Regions from separate parts of the Mus musculus genome. Here region 2 is linked to region 1. A link is a contact called in public promoter capture Hi-C data. All regions are on one chromosome and are shown on one strand. The core of a region is the stretch at or near the end of the contact, and the rest is flanking DNA. Distances in the headings are between cores, read along the strand shown. Region 1 holds the start of Fgf22 (fibroblast growth factor 22). Region 2 holds the start of Sgta (small glutamine-rich tetratricopeptide repeat (TPR)-containing, alpha).

Region 1 (3,583 bases), core at 1,025-3,524:
ATAACAGCACCACTAAACTGAATCTGTTCTTGTCCATCAGAGCATCATCCTTCACCCAGCAACTGGTCTCTTACTATGTCCATTCGCCTCACTCTATTTCACTGTTCAATATTCACAACTTCACCATGGTAACCACTGCAACTTCAGACCAGCCTCTAGTACAACTGTTACCAGTCTCTCCCAGTCTTGGGAATAGTTCTGAGTAGCCCAGTTATTTAGAATTTGTTTCACATAAGGCAAAGGCATCCCATATGAAATCACAGCCTCTTTAAAGGCCTTGGCTCTATCATTTCTATAGGATCCCATCCTATATTGTCATAACCTTGTCCCATCGTTAGCAGGCTCATGCTGTATGTGTACTGGGGAAACTGATGGTGGTCTCCTAACCCCAGCCCACCCCTTCCCTAACTCTGGCAAGTCGTTCCAGATTAACGCTTTCTTTCCCAAGGGGCTGTTTCATCAGCCTGTCTTCCTGCTTTTCCAGCTTTCATCTGACCCAACCTTCCTCTGGAGAAGTTTTTCCCCTTTTCGCCTGCAGGAAAAGCCTGCCCGCTCTCTTTCTCAGTCACCCAGACTGAGCCTTTTCCTTCTCTCTTTCTGGTGCTCCTCACTTCCCAAGCCCTTCCACCTCCACCCTCACCCTCTCCAGCTGCACTCTCCAGCGACCCCTTTGTTTTTCCATTTCAGCCATTTGTTGTTGTTGTTGCTGCTGTTTCTCAGGCCCCTCCATTTCCACCTGCAATTTTCCCAACTGCTCAGCTGTTCTTCCAACTTTTTTTTCAAAACAGAACATACGAAGAATAAAAGGAAAACAAAACAAAACAAAACAGAAAATCTCCTCTGGGAGCAAGGCATGGGATATTCCAGTAGTAACAACACCAATACATTTTTGCTGGTGTCTTGAAAAACACAATCCATTCCTTCACCCCCTGCCATTTCCTCTATGGGCAATTGAAGTCAGATTTCCCACTTTTATCCTTACCTTTCAAGCCCCTTGTTGAAGCACCAGGTGTAGCCCATTTTTGCTACTTTGTGGGTTCTTTTTTCCCACTCTTTATCCAGCCCCCAAGTCTCACCACCCTGTCACTAGATAAGAGAGAAAGAAGGACAGGGAGGGGGAGGAGAATCTAATTTCTTTCTTCTTGTTTCTTCTTTGACCATAACTACTAACAGACTGCAGCCAAGCCCCCTGAACAACCAACAACCAACCTATGCAGGCTCTAGCATTTATTTATTTGTTTGTTTGTTTAGCTGGGTTTTCAAGATAGGGTTTCTCTGTGTAGCCCTGACTGTCCCAGTGTTTGCACTGTAGAACAGGCCTTGAACTCACAGAGATCTACCTGCCTCTGCTTCCCCAAGTGCTGGGACTAAAGGCATGCACCACCATTACCACCTGGCTGGGTACTAACATTTATATACCCTCTGACAAGTTCCCAGCATTCCAAATGTCATTCAATCTCAGAAACTACCTGCAGCTGGCAAAACCACGCCTCTGCTAGAGCATGAGGCAAATCATAGTCAGCTGCTGTGGACAGTTCAAAGCAGCCCCACACCCCACACCTGGGGTTAAAACAAAAACACATTCTTGTAATATTTCTGTGTTTTAAAAAGAAACCAAGTGGGGCAGTGGTGGCGCACGCTTTAGTCCCAGCACTTGGATGGCAGAGGCATGCAGATTTCTGAGTTCGAGGCTACCCTGGTCTACAGAGTGAGTTCCAGGACAGCCAGGGCTACAGAGAGACCCTGTTTCGAAAAACCAAAACCCAAAAAACAAAAATCCCCACAAATTTCCAAAATTGTCACTACAATTGACACCTTTTGAAATCGAGCATACCTCATTGCCACCTGTCTCTGTCTCTCACTGTCTCTGTCTGTACATCTCTGTCTCCTATCTTTGTCTTTTGTCTCTGTTTCTTTGTTTTCCCTTCCTTCTGTCTCTCTGGTTTCAGTCTATCTCTGGTCTGGTTTTCCTTCACCTCTGTTCCTTCTCTGTTTACTCTGTCTTCTGTTTCTGGTATCTCTGGTCTCTCCATCTCTGGGCTCCTTGTCTCCAATCTCTGTTCCTCTGTAATCTCACTCTTCAGTCTCTAGTCTGTATCTCTCTCCAGCCCTGCACCTGTACCCGCCCCCCTTGGTGACAACCGGACTAGGGACAACCAGGAGCCCACAGAACCCGCAATTGGAGTCGAGGCCCCGCCCCCACGCGTCCATTGGACGGCAGCTGCCCTAACCCCGCCCCCGACCGTGCAGCTGGAACACCGCGCGCTGTCCGGCACAGGTCGGGATGCGCAGCCGCCTCTGGCTGGGCCTAGCCTGGCTGCTGTTGGCGCGGGCACCGGGCGCTCCGGGAGGGTACCCGCATCTGGAGGGCGACGTGCGCTGGCGCCGCCTCTTCTCCTCCACTCACTTTTTCCTGCGTGTGGACCTTGGTGGTCGGGTGCAGGGGACGCGTTGGCGGCACGGCCAGGACAGTGAGTGCTGGGGCAGCAGGAGATGGGCACTGCATCCCGTGGGCTCCTAAGCAGAGCAGGAGTTGCTGGGTGGGGTCAGTGGCCTACTTACAGGGCAAACTGATGAAGGGAGATTGCTTCTCCTGGGATTGTGACCTGCCTGAATTGGGGTTCCCTCTGTTCCCAGACATCACTATTTGGCAAATGAGGTAAGATGGGATGCCCTGATCTCAAGGTCCTGCTAAGAGACCAGAAAGGGAGTGAGCCCTGCTTTGCATACAGAAGGCCTTCCATAAGTGCCTGTGGCATGTATGTGGCAAAAAGAGAGGCCATTGTGAGGAGGAAGCTGGGGGTGATGGGGAGGCCACAGCCAGCTTCTCTGGTGCTAAACTCTGGCAGAGTTACTGGGAGGGTTTGAGCTCAGCCCTGAGCAGGTGACAGGGCACTGCCCATCCCAGTGGCTTTCATCTGGGTTCCAAGGCCCTCATTAGGCCACAGAGGACAAGGGCTATGACAGGGGACTGGCTGGGCAGGTCCATCCATGGTAGCACAGCCAGGCGGGGTGGCCCCAGGCTGAGGAAGAGGCCCAGCTGAGTGACCTGGCCCTTCGGTATGTCTGAAATTTAGATCCCACCTGGATAGGGACGGGGGTGACAGATGAAAGGCTCTGTGGGGATGGGGCTCTTCCCTCCTTAACTTGGTAGTTCCTGTGTGGTACTGGCCAAGAGCATGCATTGTGAACCAAGATGGCAGGTGCAGACGGTCCCCCCTGGGGTGAAGCAAATGTACTTCTTTCAGAGCAGGAAGGGATGGTGGAAGAATGGTGTGGCTGATGTCCCCAGCATGAGGCCTCAAGTTTCCAAAGACAGTCTGGGCCCAGAGGCCTGTGGTGGGATTCAAGCCTTCCCTGAACCCCCTTCCTAGAGGAAAGCTCAGACTCCCAGCCAGCTAGGGCTTGCCAGAGATGGTCACAGGGGGTTGAGCAGACAGATGAAGTCCAAAGCTGGCTCTTCCAATCCCAGGCCTCAGTTTCCCTTCTGGAAGTAGGTACAGTTGGCACCCCGTCCCCTGGGTTGTGTAGGCTCCATGAAACAGAGGGCATACAGCCGGTGCTTAAGCTCCATGAAACAGAG
Region 2 (4,082 bases), core at 40-2,539, 1.3 Mb after region 1:
GCCTCTGCCTCCTGAGTGCTGGGATCAAAGTCGGACACCACTACAACCTGGCTTTTGAGACAAGAGGATTTCACCATGTAGCCCAACATAGCCTTGAACTTCACTTCCATCCTCCCGATTCAGCCTCCTACAAGCTGGGATGACAGCCAGCAAGCCCAGCTTACAACTAAACGGGCCCAGACTGACATCCTTTTTACGTTAATTATGATGCCAGATGAGGTGGTGGCACCTACAGTCCTGGCAGAGGTGGCGCTGAGGCCAGCCTGGCTCACATAGTGAGTTCCAGGACAGCCAGAGACAGATAAAGACTTTGTCTCAAAACAAACAAACTATTAATTATGTCGATTTCATTTTCAGACAGGGTCTCACGTTGTGGTCCAGCTACCTCCACCGTGTTAGGTATCCAAGGCTGGGCCTGAACTCACTCCCCGCGATCCAGCTGTCTCCCCCTCTCAATTGAAAGACTGGATTATAGGTTGTGGACCAAAGTTCTAGACTATTTGCTCGAGTCTTTGCTTTTGGTTGTTTCGTTTTCTGAGACAAAGTATGTAGTCCTTGCTAGCATGGAAGTCCCACGATACTCCTGCCTCTGCCCATGTGTCAGCACACCTGCCTTACCATTGTTTTAAGAAAACTCCTCCTCAGAGAGGTCAAGCTATTTGCCCTAGCATGCACAGCTGGCCCTCTGCCCTTCAAACCCACACACTACCTACCTTTGGCACCAAAATCAAACACACCCTCCCAATGGGAAGGAGCACCCACAACTGCTCAGACAATGGTGACAACGTCCATTGTACAGAAGAGGAAAACTGAGGCTGTGGGCAGGCAACAGGCTAAGCAAGGTCACCAGGGTGAGGAATGGCAATGTAAGAGGGTCTTAGACCTTAGGGGCCCCGAGAAAACTGAGATCCGCCCCACACACACCTAAACGCTGACCTTTTCGTGAGAAAAAGCGACGAGGGGTGGGGGTGGGTTGGGACGCTGTCTGCCTCAGTTTCCTCTCTGCGCCGCCCGCTCACGTGACCCCGAAGAGAGCAGAAGTCCGGATCACAAGCCACCTTTGTCCCAGGGGCTCCCGAGCACAGCGAAGCTAAACCCACAGACCCCCGACGCCCATACGGGGCACGGCGGAGCCCCCAGCCTCACCTCTCAGTCGACCGAAGACCCGACCCACCGACGGCTGCGCCTGCGCACCGCGGCGCAGCCAAGCTCCGCCCTCAGGACCAAGACGCCTGCGCAGAAAAAAACCATTTCCTGTGTAGGTTTCCTTTTGCGCATGCGCTCAAGTGCACCCTTCGCTCTAAAACAGAAGTGACGTCACGCGAAGAGGGGGGTCACAAGCTGGTTGTTATGGAAACTGCCCTCTGGAGGCATCAGGAAAACCGGAAGTTAGTCTGACAGTCACCAAGCGGGTCAGGCCTAAAGCACGGTGGGGCGGCGGCGGACCCCTGAGGCACCAAGGCAGACCACGTGGTATGGAGTCTGTCACGTGATCTAGCTGCTTTCAGCAAGACAAATCTGAATCAAAGCCACTAACTGATGCTATGAAGTTTTTGGTTCTGTTTTCGTAATTTTTTTTTTTAAAGATTTATTTATTTTTATATGTAGGTACACTGTAGCTGTCTTCAGACACACCAGAAGAGGGCATCGGATCTCATTGTGGATGGTTGTGAGCCACCATGTGGTTGCTGGGATTTGAACTCAGGACCTTTGGAAGAGCAGTCAGTGCTCTTACCTGCTGAGCCATCTCACCAGCCCCCTGTTTTCGTAATTTTTTTTTTCTTTTTCCTTTTTTTAAAATGACAATACTACGAGCCCAGCCTGGCCCGGAACTCTTCATCCACTTCGCCCATCTTGGAAACTGGCATATCCCACTTTCTGTGAAAGCAGTAAGTGTGATTAACCACTAAACAATCTACTTCACTTATTTTTATATTTAAAACCTATTTACAAACTTATCTTTTGCACACCCCAACTTCTTTCTGATGCCTAAAAGAAAAACAAAGATTAGCAGCCAGACAGTGGTGGTGCTCGCCTTTAATCTCAGCACTGGAGAGGCGGGGGAATCGCGGTGAGTTTGAGGCAAGCCTTGTCTACAAAGGATAGCCAAAGCTACACAGAAAAACCTGTCTCAAAAAATAAAAACAGGAGCCGGGCGTGGTGGCCCACGCCTTTAATCCCAGCACTCGGGATGAGTTCGAGGCCAGCCTGGTCTACAGAGCGAGTTCCAGGACAGCCAGGGCTACACAGAGAAACCCTGTCTCAAAAAACCAAAAATAAATAAAAAAATAAAAATAAAAATAAAAACAGGTCGGGCGTGGTAGCGCACGCCTTTAATCCCAGCACTCGGGAGCCAGAGGCAGGCAGATTTCTGAGTTCCAGGCCAGCCTGCTCTACAAAGTGAGTTCCAGGACAGCCAGGGCTATACAGAGAAACCCTGTCTCGAAAAACCAAAAAAAAAATTAATAAATAAAAATAAATAAAACCAACTTATCTTTACTTTTGAATTATGTGGATGTCTATGTGTGGGTGTCTGCATGGGAATACAGTGCCTATAAAAATCAGAAGAGGGCATGGAATCCCCAAGGCTAGAGTTGGGTGCAGTGCAATTCAGGCCCTCTGCAAAAGCTGTATGTACTCTACTTTTTTTATTTTCTTTGAGACAGGGTCTCATACCGTAGGCAAGGTTGGGCTAAAACTGCACTACCCAGTTTGCAATATGTACTCTTAACCATTGAACTATCTCTCCTATTTTCATTTTACCATGTCTTACTATGTAGCTCAGGTTGACCTTAAATTTATGGAATTCCAGGTGGGCCATGGTGGCACAGGCCTGTAATCCCAGCGCTCAGTAGGCAGAGGCAGGAGGATCTCTGTGAGTTCCAGGACAGCCAGGGCCACACAGAGAAACCCTGTCTTGGAAGCAGAAAAGAAAAGCAAGAACTCTGTCCATCCCCCTGCATCAGTGTCCAAGTGCTGATATGATATGCTGTGATCCTGCCAATCCTCTGCACACACCCCACCTTTGACATGGCGTAGTTATAATTACCAAACTTAGTGTCCTGGGTTGGTTAGGGATGTGAGGTGTGCAATAAGTCAGGATAGAAAAGCTGTGAGGGACGTGAGAGGAGAGAAGATGTTGCCACCTTCACAGGAACTGATGCCATTCTCTATCAGAGAATTCCAGGGCAATTACCAACTCTTTAAGACTTTTCTTCTTTCCAGGGTGAAAACATACTGTTTTCTAGAAATCTTGCCAAAAATTCCCTTTACAGGGAAAGGGTACTGACATAATGAAACCCTCTTACAACCTGTGATTTCTGATCTTTATCTCATCAGATTAGTTTTAACTATCGAATTGACACAACCGAGAATCGCTTAGCAAGAGTCTCCATGAAGTGCCTAGATGAAGTTGGTCTGCTTGTGGGGGTGACCTTGATTAAACATAAGTGACACCAGGCTTGGTGGCACACCTTTAATCCCAGCGTTTGGGAGGCAGAGGCACAAGGACTTCTGAGTTCAAGGCCAGCCTGGTCTACAAAGTGAGTTCCAGGACAGCCAGGGCTATACATCGAAACCCTGTCTCAGGGGAAAACAAAAAACAAAAAACAAAAAACCAAACATAAGTGACATGAGAAGGCCCCGCCCATTGTGGGTGGCACCATCCCCAGGAAAAGAGATGCTGAAGGAAAACAGGCTGGGAAAGACACTGCGTTTGTCTCTCTGCTTTTGACTGTGTATCCGTGTGGCCTGCTTCGGTTTTGACTCCCTCTCCCCCTTGCCCCATGATGGCCTATCTCAAATCACCTTGGCAAACTCTGCTTCAGGAACTGGCCACTAGTGTTCTTGTGCATTATATAAACTTTACTCTTGTGTTACTCAAATGCTGATCTCTGCTCTCTTATCTTGTTTCAATCTTGGGACAGGGCATTGTAATGCTTATACCAAGAATATCCTGTCTCAAGTTTGTGTAAACAGTTCTTCCCATCTATTCTCTGCCTTGTCAATAAATGCTGATCACCCAATGGCTGGGCAGAAGAGAAAATAGGGTGGGACATCGGCCAGCCAGAGGAAGGAGAGGA

What was found. Promoter capture Hi-C pulls out the DNA fragments that hold promoters and counts their contacts.
Region 2: a contact with region 1 is called in a promoter capture Hi-C map of liver, with 4 times the contacts expected there. The contact joins the promoter of Sgta here to the promoter of Fgf22 in region 1. A contact is called at or near these places in 3 of 39 promoter capture datasets (liver and pre-B cells).

The regions. Positions count from the first base shown.
Region 1 is chr10:79,752,835-79,756,417 of GRCm38.p6, forward strand. Fgf22 (fibroblast growth factor 22) reads left to right here and starts at 2,275. Exons shown (of 3, transcript NM_023304.2): 1 at 2,275-2,471. The coding sequence starts at 2,285.
Region 2 is chr10:81,058,982-81,063,063 of GRCm38.p6, forward strand. It overlaps Sgta (small glutamine-rich tetratricopeptide repeat (TPR)-containing, alpha), which reads right to left and starts at 1,290. Exons shown (of 12, transcript NM_001358550.1): 1 at 1,147-1,290.